Linked DNA regions of Sus scrofa: region 2 is linked to region 1. Evidence: chromatin contacts called from public Hi-C data. All regions are on one chromosome and are shown on one strand. The core of a region is the stretch at or near the end of the contact, and the rest is flanking DNA. Distances in the headings are between cores, read along the strand shown.

Evidence for each region. Hi-C and Micro-C count contacts between places; a contact is called where the count stands out from the background.
Region 2: a contact with region 1 is called in a Hi-C map of alveolar macrophages, with 2.9 times the contacts expected there. A contact is called at or near these places in 2 of 5 promoter capture datasets (fetal liver and fetal skeletal muscle), 14 of 47 Hi-C or Micro-C datasets (alveolar macrophages, blood, embryonic fibroblasts and 7 more) and 2 of 2 datasets of targeted methods (alveolar macrophages and skeletal muscle).

The regions. Positions count from the first base shown.
Region 1 is chr4:34,266,887-34,272,092 of Sscrofa11.1, forward strand. No RefSeq gene overlaps it. Among named protein-coding and RNA genes, the nearest start is that of AZIN1, 43 kb to the left of the region's middle.
Region 2 is chr4:34,336,011-34,341,404 of Sscrofa11.1, forward strand. No RefSeq gene overlaps it. Among named protein-coding and RNA genes, the nearest start is that of KLF10, 91 kb to the right of the region's middle.

The sequences.
Region 1 (5,206 bases), core at 1,180-3,679:
AATCATCACTGCCTTTTTGCCTGTAAGGAAGCAGAGGATCTGCTGCCCAGGTCCCCAGTCTGTCCTTAGCTGGGCCCTCCTCCACCCCAGAGGACTCGTGAGTGTCTCAGGAGAAGGTGCTACCTCCACCTTGGCCTCTTCCATGTGTGTGTTGGGAAATGGCCGCAACTGCTACTGACACCAGGTTCTCTTGCCAGTGAGTTTCCTGGTGGTTATCCCTGGCTTGAAAGGCCAAGTGGCTCTTGGGAAACACACAGAAGCCTCCCCCTCCCTTCCTGTTGGAAACTTTGGCCTCAGGCGTAGAGTGGATGCCTGGGAAACACATTTCAGCTCCAGCCTCAGAGAGTCCAACTGCTCCTGGAGCTCTGCCAAGGCCGCTCTCAGGGATTGTGGGAGTTGGGAAGTCTGAAGGCCAGGAGGCCCCGCTCCCATGTGGGCCTCATCTCTGGACACGCTTGCTGGTGACCATCTGCGTGAGTGGTTCTCATCCCTGGCTGCCCTTGGAAAGAAGGCCGATGCCTGGGCTCCACCGCAGACCAATGAAATCCCATTTCTGGGAGGGGGCCCATGCTCCAACACTTAGGTTTTCTGAAGCATCCCCGGCTAATTCCCATGTGCTGTCGCCGGGGATGAGAAACACGAAGGGAGATCAATACCAACAGACAGTCAAAGGACAGAATAGCCAAGTATTTAAAATCTGAGCAAAAGATTTAGATAGCAACGAATAGAAGCCACCCAGGGCAGGAAGACGCCCACAGCCCTGGCTGGGCAGGACTGTGGAATTCTTGGAAAGAATCTATCTATCCATCAGGGAACTGGCATGACTTGGTGCCTAGGAGCAGAGGGCAGAACCCTGTGGCTCCAGGTCCCTGTGGGTCACTATATCTGCTTCTGAGAGCCACATCTGTGCTACCTGGCCAGGCCCCTGATGTGCCTGTGCATTCCTCTAATGCAACTGCATTGCTTGCTATTCTGGGAACTCACCCTGCTCTTTCCTCCCTCTTGGGTTTTGGTTCCAGGCGTTTGTTTCCGTCTGAAACATCCTTTCCCCATCTGTTAAATCCTTGCTCTTCAAGGCCCCTGCCCTAATGCCAGCTCCACCAGGAAGCCTCTACCAGGGCCTCTGTAAGCACCTGTACCCCACTTCCCACTCTGTCACTGCTCAAACTGTGCCCAGGCTATCTCCCTGGCCAGATACAGGGAGGGCAAGGACAGTCAGACCCCTCTGTGCCCTTTCCTCCCCTTGCCTGTCAGAGCGGGTGGAGGACACCTTGCTTGGAGGAGCCACACATTTCCTGAATGCTACAGAATTTATCCCTGTTTCAGGACAGGGTGGACAGTCACAAAGACAAATCCTCTCTGCCCATGCCCCTTCCTGATAGCTCCCTAGCCCGTCTGCTCCATTTCCTGAGTGCCACGGGCCCTTGTGGTTAGCCGGCAGCGACAGGAAAGAGCTGGGGCCAGGCCTTGACCCGGCACGCGGTGTCCACGGCAGGGCAGCGGAGTAGCTTTCCCTGGGGAGGGAGGGTAGAAAGACGGAGGCGGGGGATGAGAATGTCGAGGCCCCAGATGCTGGTGTAGTCTTTTCCCACCGAGACCCGGCGTCTTTAGAAGGCGAGGTAGAACCCTGCGACCTCGGGCGCCTTGGAGGCCAGTGATGGTGCCACGGAACCGCCTTCTCCCGACACCGAAGCGTGTGCGACACGGGGAGGGGGAGCCCCGGGTGGGGGCCCGCGCAGCCCAGGGAGAACCGCGAAGGGGAGCGGGACCCGGTCGCGGCTCGCCGGCTGCGGTGACGTTGGGAGACTTGTTCCCCCCTTTGTCGCCCGCCACTAGCCCGCGCCGCAGGTGACTCTGGCAGCTGCCAGTCGTCTCCGTGCCGACACGGCGCCCCCGCCACAGCCTCCTTCTTGGGCTTTTCCGGCTCCGAGCGCCTCAAACGACCTCGGCGGCCGCCTGCCCGGGCCGCTCCCCGCCCCGCCCCCCGGGCCGCGCGGCAGGGCTTTCTGATGAGTCAGCGGGAGCCCGGGAGCCTCCAGCCGCCCCGGGCATCTGCTCCGGTGACGCACCGTGACTCACGGGCGCCCGGGCAGCCGCAGCCGCCGAGCGCGCAGCGCCGAGCTGAGGAGCCGAGAGCAGTCCCCCGCCGCGGCCGGGCGTCCCCCCGGGGCGGGCTCCACTCCACACCCCGGGCCCCGCACCCCGCACCCCGCACCCCGCGCCGGGCTCCTCCCGCGCCCCCAGCGCCGTCCTCCCCCAGCCCTCCCGCTCCCGCCCGCCCGCCTGCCTCCGGCACCTTCCTCCCCCCTCCCTCGCCTCTCCGCTCCCTTGGCCCAACTCCAAGCTGACATCAGACGCTGGCCGCCCGGCCACCCTCTGAGTCAACAGTTTCCGAAGCCGAGCCCGCTGCCAGGGGCGGGGAGAAAGCGCTGCCTCCGGGGGAGGCGGTGGGGAGCGGAGGCGGCTCGGCCCTGGCAGCCGCGGGAGGGCGGAGGTGGGTGGGGACGAGCAGACCTTTTACAAGAAGTCACGGGGTGGGGGGCTGGCTGTGGGGGGGAACAGGGAGGGTGAAAACCACCCAGCGGAGCCGCCGGGGCGGGGAGGAAACCTGCGCCAGGAGCCACGTGCTGGAGCCGGCGCTGGGTGGGTGGCTCGGGGAGCGGTGGGGGAGGGAGAGGCCCTTGCTGGGAAAGGCCCCAGGCCACGTTTCTGGGGGAGGAGAAGAACCGCGGGTGGACACCCTGGGCCCCAGGCCACCAGGGAACCTTCACCTCCGTCTGGATAATGCAGCCCAGATCTCTTTGATGGGAGCAGCTCTGGCCAAGCCCTGCCTGCTTGGGGTTGGACCTGAAGGAATGCACTGGCCTAACCTAATTGCCTTTTCGGACCTCGGTGGGACGGCGCTGGGGCTGGGACGGGAGGCTCTCCCACCTCACACCCTTCAAAGGGGATGTACGTCCAAGGGTCGAAGAATTGGAGAGCCTAAGTAAACCCAGGGTGGTTGGCTGTCCAGGGAAGGTGGGGGGAGTCGTAGGAAGAAGAAAGGAAGCATGCAAAAGAAGGAAGAAGCATTTAAGCACGTGATAAGGACATAACTGCAGTCCTTGGAAAGGTGGATTTCCTACTCCCTGGGAATTTAAGCCAAAATCCCCTCAGCAGAGAAAATGGATTAGCTGCAGGAAGGAATGAGACACGTTGAGGAGTCTGGGCTGCTTCCGAGTGGTAAGAGGCCAGAGGCTTTGGGTGCTGTGGTCTGCCACTGTCTGTTCAGCAACCCCCTTGAGAGGCTGCCTCCTGTGGTTCCAGGATGCTCAAGAAGGGCTAGAGACCCTTTAAGAAGCACCCACCTGCAGTGGCCTAAGTGGCACCTAGAAACTTCTGTAAACCCTTACGGTTTTTCCTGCCTAATCAATCAGGAAGGGAGAGGAGCCAGGAAGTCAAGGCGGCAAACCTCCACAGGTGCCTGGGTTTCCTCCCCTGCCCTCCATCTCACCTCACTCCCCCCACCCATGGACCCCCCCCCATGACCCCCTCTCCCCGCCCCCTGCAACCAGGAGCAAACACAACTGCCACTGGTGGGCCCCCTGCTGGAATTTATTCTCAGTCTCTTTTCCAGCTTTGCCATGCTGTTCTTTCAAAGCCACAGCTCAACAAGTGATGCCAGCCCAGGGAGGGGGTGTCGTCTGTGTCTCCTCTTGCAGGCGGAAGCAGCACCACAGCCGGGAGAACAAAACCCGTTTGGATCTGTCCAGAGCTGTTTGTCAGTACTGCCTTCCAGGACCACGTGAGCTGCCTCTTGCCCCACGTGACCCTCATTCAAACTCAGGGAGAACGAGAGCTCCCGGGCCCCTTCTCCTCGGACAGCCTAATCCCACGTGTGCAGATGGGTGGCTCATTTCTGCCAGCTCAAAATAACTCTGAGCCAGACTTCTGGGAAACCCTGTAGGCCAGGCCTCTGCAGAAGTTAAAAATGACAGCTCCGGGGAACCAAGGGGTCTGATTTGCTGAGGGGGAGACGATGCTAGAGTCCTGTGACATCAAAGGGCAGAAATACTGGCTAGGAATGGGTATGGAAGGTGTTAGTAGCAGAAGGTCCTGGACCCTGTGTGGTTGCCCTTTGGGGAAACTGGTGGACTAGACTGATGGGGGTTATCCTGGGAGTTAAGGGCAGGTGCAGGAGGGGAGCTGTGGCCGGATACGTAAGCCGCAAACACTGCAACCCCCAACTTCCACTTTTTTTTTTTTCTTTAATGCATACTGAGAACTCTCTTGGTAGGAGCTGCCTCCTCCACTGTTTCAAATTCTGATTTCTCACATCTCTATCAGAGAGACAGTTGCCACCGTCTCTGTGAAGCTCTCTCTCATCCCACGGTGTGTGGGCCTAGGCACTTGCACTGTAACTCTTCCCAGGCTTTGCTTGGCCTGAGAGGTTTTGCTGTTTTCAACTTCCCTCTCTACCCAGAGGCCTGCTGGGAGGCCCCGAGTTTCATCTTTGCAGCTCCCTCTTGGCACAACTCCCGGGGAAGTGAGTTAGCTGTCAGCTCTGCCCCACGCTTGCTTGGCCCGATAGCCTCCTTTGTGTCTAACGGCACTTCCTGTTTGCTGGGTTTTGACCCAACCTGCTCTTCAAGTGACGGTTTGGCCCAGCCTTTGGAACCCTGGCTTCTTATCCTAATTGACTCCTGGCAGCTCTTTATCAGGAGGGGCCTAAACGCCTTCCCTTAGCAGGTGAAACTAGGGCAGAGGGTTGATGGACCCTAAAGTGGGCCTCACTAAAGCCAGCCTGCCCATTGTGTGTACATGCACACCCAGGAACACAGGTGGGCCTCACTAACGCTCACATGCCATGTGTAAATCCACATTTATACAAAAAATAAATGGGGCGCATCCCTTCACAATACATTTTTCAAAGTATACCCTTAGATGTGAGAGTCCTTGTATGCATTTAGAGGGCTCATTTTCCTCGCAACTTTTGGGAAACCTTTATATTGAAAGTGAAATAACAGGAGTTCCCGTTGGCCTAGCAGTTAAAGACCTGGCATTATCACGTCGCTGCTGTGGCTTGGGTTCGATCCCTGGCCTGAGAGCTTCTGCATGCCGTGGGCATGGTCCCTCCGGAAAAGTGAGATACAAAATTAGGAGGTGAATTAGCAGAGATTTTGTATCACTGTAGATGCCAGAAAAGTTGGAAATGAAACTGAGCCAA
Region 2 (5,394 bases), core at 2,266-4,765, 70 kb after region 1:
CTGTCCCTCCCACTCACCAGGCATGCTCCTACCTCAAGGCCTTTGCCCTTTCCATCTCCTCTGCCTGGAAGGCCCTTCCCCAGATGGCCACACAGCTCACTCCCTCACCTCCTTCAGGGCTTTCTCAAATGTCATCTGCTGCATGGGGCCCGACCACACACCCCACGTCCCCCAGCACACCTGATTTCCTCTCCTGTCTTATTTTTCTCCATGGCATTTGTCACCATCTGACAGGCTACGATATTATTATTTATTTTGTCAAGCTCTATTTCCCCGCAGTTGTATACAGGCTCCTTGGCGGCAGGGCTATTTGCCTGTTTTGTTCACTCCCAGCTCCAAGGACAAACAGATGTGATAAACAGGTTTTTGTTTTGTTTTGCTTTGTTTGTTTGTTTGTCTTTTTGCCTTTTCTAGGGCTGCTTCTGCGGCATATGGAGGTTCCCAGGCTAGGGGTCCAATCGGAGCTACAGCTGCCGGCCTATACCACAGCCACAGCAACTTGGGATCCGAGCCACATCTGTGACCTACACCACAGCTCATGGCAACGCCAGGTCCTCAACCCACTGAGCAAGGCCAGGGATCGAACCCGCAACCTCATGGTTCCTAGTCGGATTCATTAACCGCTGAGCCATGACGGGAACTCCAACAGTTGTTGAATGTATGAATTGACTGTGCTCTTCTGCAGCCCTGTTCAGGTCTTACAGGAAAGTTTCTTTCCTTTTTTTGCTCCCCTCACCCCTACCCCCGCTCCCCAGAAACATTCTCCGAAACCTTAAGCTTCCTAGGGCTGGGAGCCCCTGAATAGGAGTGTGAAATAGATTCGTTGGTGGTGACCAAGGGCACAAAGCAGAGATGGTGAAGGTGTATATTTCCTCTACGTGCATTCATTGAGCACCTTCTGTGGGCCGCCCAGGGTGCAGAGATGAATGAAATTTGCCCCCGCCCTGAACTTGAGAGAAGTCGACGTTACCACAGAGATAGATGGTGACTGCAGTGCTGGGCTTTCACAGGGAAGCCCTGGAGGGAGGGGGGACAGTCTCTCCTGGCCCTACGGCACAGCGGGGCACAGTCTGGGGCACGTGAATTCTCCTCTGAGTCTCACTCTGCACATCTGTATGTGGAGACTTATGGGGACGGTGTTGACCGACTGCATCGGCTCCTGGGGGCATCACACAAGACCAGAGATGGGTTTACCGTGAAGGTGACGAAACTCACATGCAAAGGCCCCCTCACTTGCTCAGGCTCCTTCCAGGGCCCTAGCTGTGTGTGCACAAGGCTGCTTTTGTTTTACAGACATGATAAAATCAGATCATTTTATATGCTTTTCTTTAAAAGAAGGCCTCCTTGGGAGTTGCCGTCGTGGCGCAGCAGAAATGAATCTGACTAGGAACCATGAAGTTTCGGGTTCAATCCCTGGCCTCGCTCAGTGGGTTAAGGATCCGGTGTTGCTATGAGCTGTGGTGTAGGTCGCAGATAAGGCTCGGATCCCGCGTTGCTGTGGCTGTGGTGTAGGCCGGCAGCTGTAGCTCCAATTTGACCCCTAGCCCAGGAAACTCCATATGCTGCAGGTGTGGCAATAAAAAGCAAAAAAAAAAAAAAAAAAAAAAAAAAAAAATCCTCTTAAATTGTATAAGAATGATGTCCCACAAAAGCTGAATCTGCCTTTGCATGAGGTGATATGTGAAGTGCTCAGCACAGGTCCTGGTATAAAGCAATTATTTAATAAGGTGTAACATGTGGCCGAGGCTGTGGTGTCGGCTGGCAGCTGCAGCTCCCATTCGACCCAAGCCTGGGAACCTCCCTATGCCAAGGGCATGGCCCTAAAAATGCAAAACAAAACAAACAAAAGAGTAACATGCAAAAAGACCTTCATGGGGGATGTGTCATTTGAGCTGTGTCTTTATGGACAAGTAGAGGTTCAGTAGGTTCCAGATACTAAGAACACAAGCAGGAGGTTCTGTTGTGGCTCAGTGGGTTAAGAACCCAACAGAGTATCCATGAGGATGTGGGTTTGATCCCGAGCCTTGCTCAATGAGTTAAGGATCCAGCGTGGCTGTGGCTGTGGCTGTGGTGTAGGACGGCAGCTAGAGGTCTGATTTGACCCCTAGCCTGGGAACTTCTTAGGCCGTGGGTGCGGCCCTGAAAAGAATAAAAGCAAAGAACGTGAGCGTCCCTAGATTTTGTAGGTATGTCTCCACGGGTCTCATTAGAGACTGCAGGGGATGCTCCTGATAGGGTAACAGGAACAACCATCTTCTGTGCACGTGGGATGTCCTGCTGTGGTATAAAAACAAATCTATTTGGTCTTTGTCCCTGGTTCCTGGCACAGAATTCCTAAAGCCCTCGTGGTTTCCCAAGCGAGAGGGGCGAGAGCAGTTCCTTACACAGAGATTCCTAAATCCCTTGGAGGTGCCTGGGCGCTAAGGGTGCCTTTGTTCTAACGTGACCACCCACAGGTCCTGGATAGGGCATGCTCACCTGAAAGATCAAGCATGAGTCAAAGCTTGGAACTTTTGGCCCCCGTACCTGTTATCTGGGAAGAGGGCAGAGGCTGGACATTGGGTTAACTGACCATGTCTGTGTGATAAAGTCTCCGAAACAAATCCCTAAAGCATGGGGTTTGGAGAGCTTCTGGGCTGGTGAAACACACGGAGGTGCCCTTCCTCTGTACCTGGCCCTCTGCTATGCTCAGACCTCTGCACCCGACTGTCCATCTGTATCCTGCATCACGTAATAACTGGGAAATGTCGATGTGTTTCCCTGAGCGCTGTGAGCCAGTAGGAGCAAGTTATCAAACCTGAGGGGGGTAGTGGAAGCCCCCACTTCACAGGCAGTTGGTCAGAAGTACAGGTGACAACGTGGGACCTGGAACTGGCATCCGAAGTGGGGGGCCAACCTTGTGGGCCTAAGGCCTCCACCTGTGGGGTCTGCACTAGTGCCTCGCACTTAGTGTCAGAATTGTGGACCCCCCAGGTGACAGCCTGACGGTTGGAGGACTGCCAGGTCGTTGGAAAATCCCCACACATTTGGTGTCAGAAGTGCTCTGTGACAGAAGAAATAGTCTGAGTAGAAGAAACATTGTTTTCTTCCTTTAAGCTGCTCTAAAAGCTGTGCCTGTGTTAATTTATTCATCTTCACAATAAAACACAAGGCAGAGAGACGCCCAGAGGTGCAGAGAGATTTGAGGATCTGCTCAGGTTCTCACAGCTGTTCAAGGGCACAGCTGGGACTCCAGCCCAGCAGCCTGGCTTCCCAGCACGAGCCCTCAGCCTCCACTGGGTCTGCCTCTTGTGTGCGACTCTTGGAAATTTCCTTTGCCGACAGCAGATCCTGGTTTTTCTCTGCACACCAGGATCAACTGTTCCCCTGTGGCCGCCACTTCCCCACGGCCCTAATTCATTCTCAACCCGCCTGCCAGAGGTGGGGAGGTTGGGGCTCCCCCACCCGTGTCCCCAGCAGCCCGCCTGGCGGATGGCAGGAAAGGAGGCAGACGTTGGCCACCACCCCCAGCCGGCAGCGCCTGCCACAGCCTGGGCTCACCGAGGGCGGGGGCGAGGCAATTACCCGGAAAACGCAGGCAAAACTCCCACGGAGCCGCAGGGAGTTCTTTTTTTTTTTTTTTTTTTCCTTAAAAAAAAAAAGCTCTGATGCGACAGTGTGGTGGCAGGAATCTTATCCAGCCTCATTTCCCAGCTCCCATAACAACCCCACCCCTGAGAACCTGCTGTTGGGCAGCTTGGGGCACAGTCTGCACCATGTAAAAATGAGAGTGAACCCCCCAGGGGCAGGTGTAATGCCGTGTGTGCAAAATGAAAGCAGCTGTCCCCCTGCGGTGTTTCTCCCTTCCCCTCTTAAATCTGCAAGACACCGGATTTCAGCCCTGCCAGAAAAACACCCGGGGTCACTGTCCAATCCCTGGACCCTACCAAGGTGATCATTGACTGAATAAGTCACCGTTGCCTTGCACACACTTTTGCATTTTACAAGATGCCACATTTTGGGACAAACACGGTTTCCCTTGTGTCTTAAACCCTCACCCTGCAGAGACCCAGCTGACCACAGAGTAGGGCGCAAAAAGAAACCAGGTGGAAATAACCAGAACTCCTTGTGCGCGGACAGCACCATACAACCTACAGCGTGTCATTATCCCATTAATCCATTTTGCAGACGAGACTCTGGGGGGTGAGGGGTGCATGTATGCTGAGAGAGCCATGACTTCTCAAGGTCACTGGGCTGATAAATGGCAGAGCTAAGACTGAAACTCAGAACTTCTTGTTTCCAGATCTGACTCCCTTCACGGAGTAATGCATGTGGAGACAGACCTAGTCCTGACCCTGTCAGCCCCTGGGGCGGGGTGGGGGGGAGGGGAGCAGAGCCTTGTGACATAGTTGTTAATTGCTAGGTTTGAGGGAGTTCCCTTTGTGGCTCAGCAGGTTATGAACCTGACTAGTATCCATGAGGATGAGGGTTTGATCCCTGGCCTCACTCAGTGGGTTAAGGATCTGGTGTTGCCAAGAGTGGCGGTGGAGGTTGAAGATGCAGCTGGAATCTGGAATTGCTGCAGCTGCAGCTGGAGTTTGACCCCTAGCCTGGGAACTTCCATAGGCTGCAGGTGCAGCCCTAAAAAAGCAAAAAACAAAAACCAACCAAACCAAAAAACAATTGCTAGGTCTGATGTGGTAATTTACTGTGGATTGGGGTTATTGCCTAGTACATTTTTAGACTGAAACTCTGGGTTACATGAGACCCAAAAGGCCTCTCGTGGAAAGACTGGAGACCCAGAAGGTGATGCCACACCCTACTAAGGCCCCCACCCAACAGCAATCCCAAATATGGTATTTCCAGACTGCATCTGGCCAGCACTTATGTTATGTTTGGCCGCAGAGTGTCTTTTAAAATGTGAATGTGGGGCTAACATTTAAAATTAGGAGAATTCACATAAGAACGGGTGTTTCTGGAAGTTCCCATTGTGGCTCAGTGGATTAAGAACCTGACTAGTATACATGAGGACTTGGGTTCAACCTCTGGCCTTGCTTGGTGGGTTAAGGATCTGGCATTAGGGAGTTCCCGTTGTGGCACAGCGGAAACGAACCCGACTAGGAACCATGAGGTCGCAAATTCGATCCCTGGGCTCGCTCAGTGGATTAAGCATCTGGCGTTGCTGTGAGCTGTGGTGTAGGTCTCAGATGTGGGTCAGATCCCGCGTTGCTGTGGCTGTGGTGTAGGCCAGCAGTTGCAGCTCCAATTTGATTCCTAGCCTGGGAACCTCCACATGTCATGTGTATGGGCTTAAAAAGACAAAAAAGAAAAAAAGGAAAAAAAAAAAAAAGAATTGGTGTTTCTGGCATCTCTTAGAATGTGAAGATTAGGAGTTCCTATTGTGGCTCAGCAGGT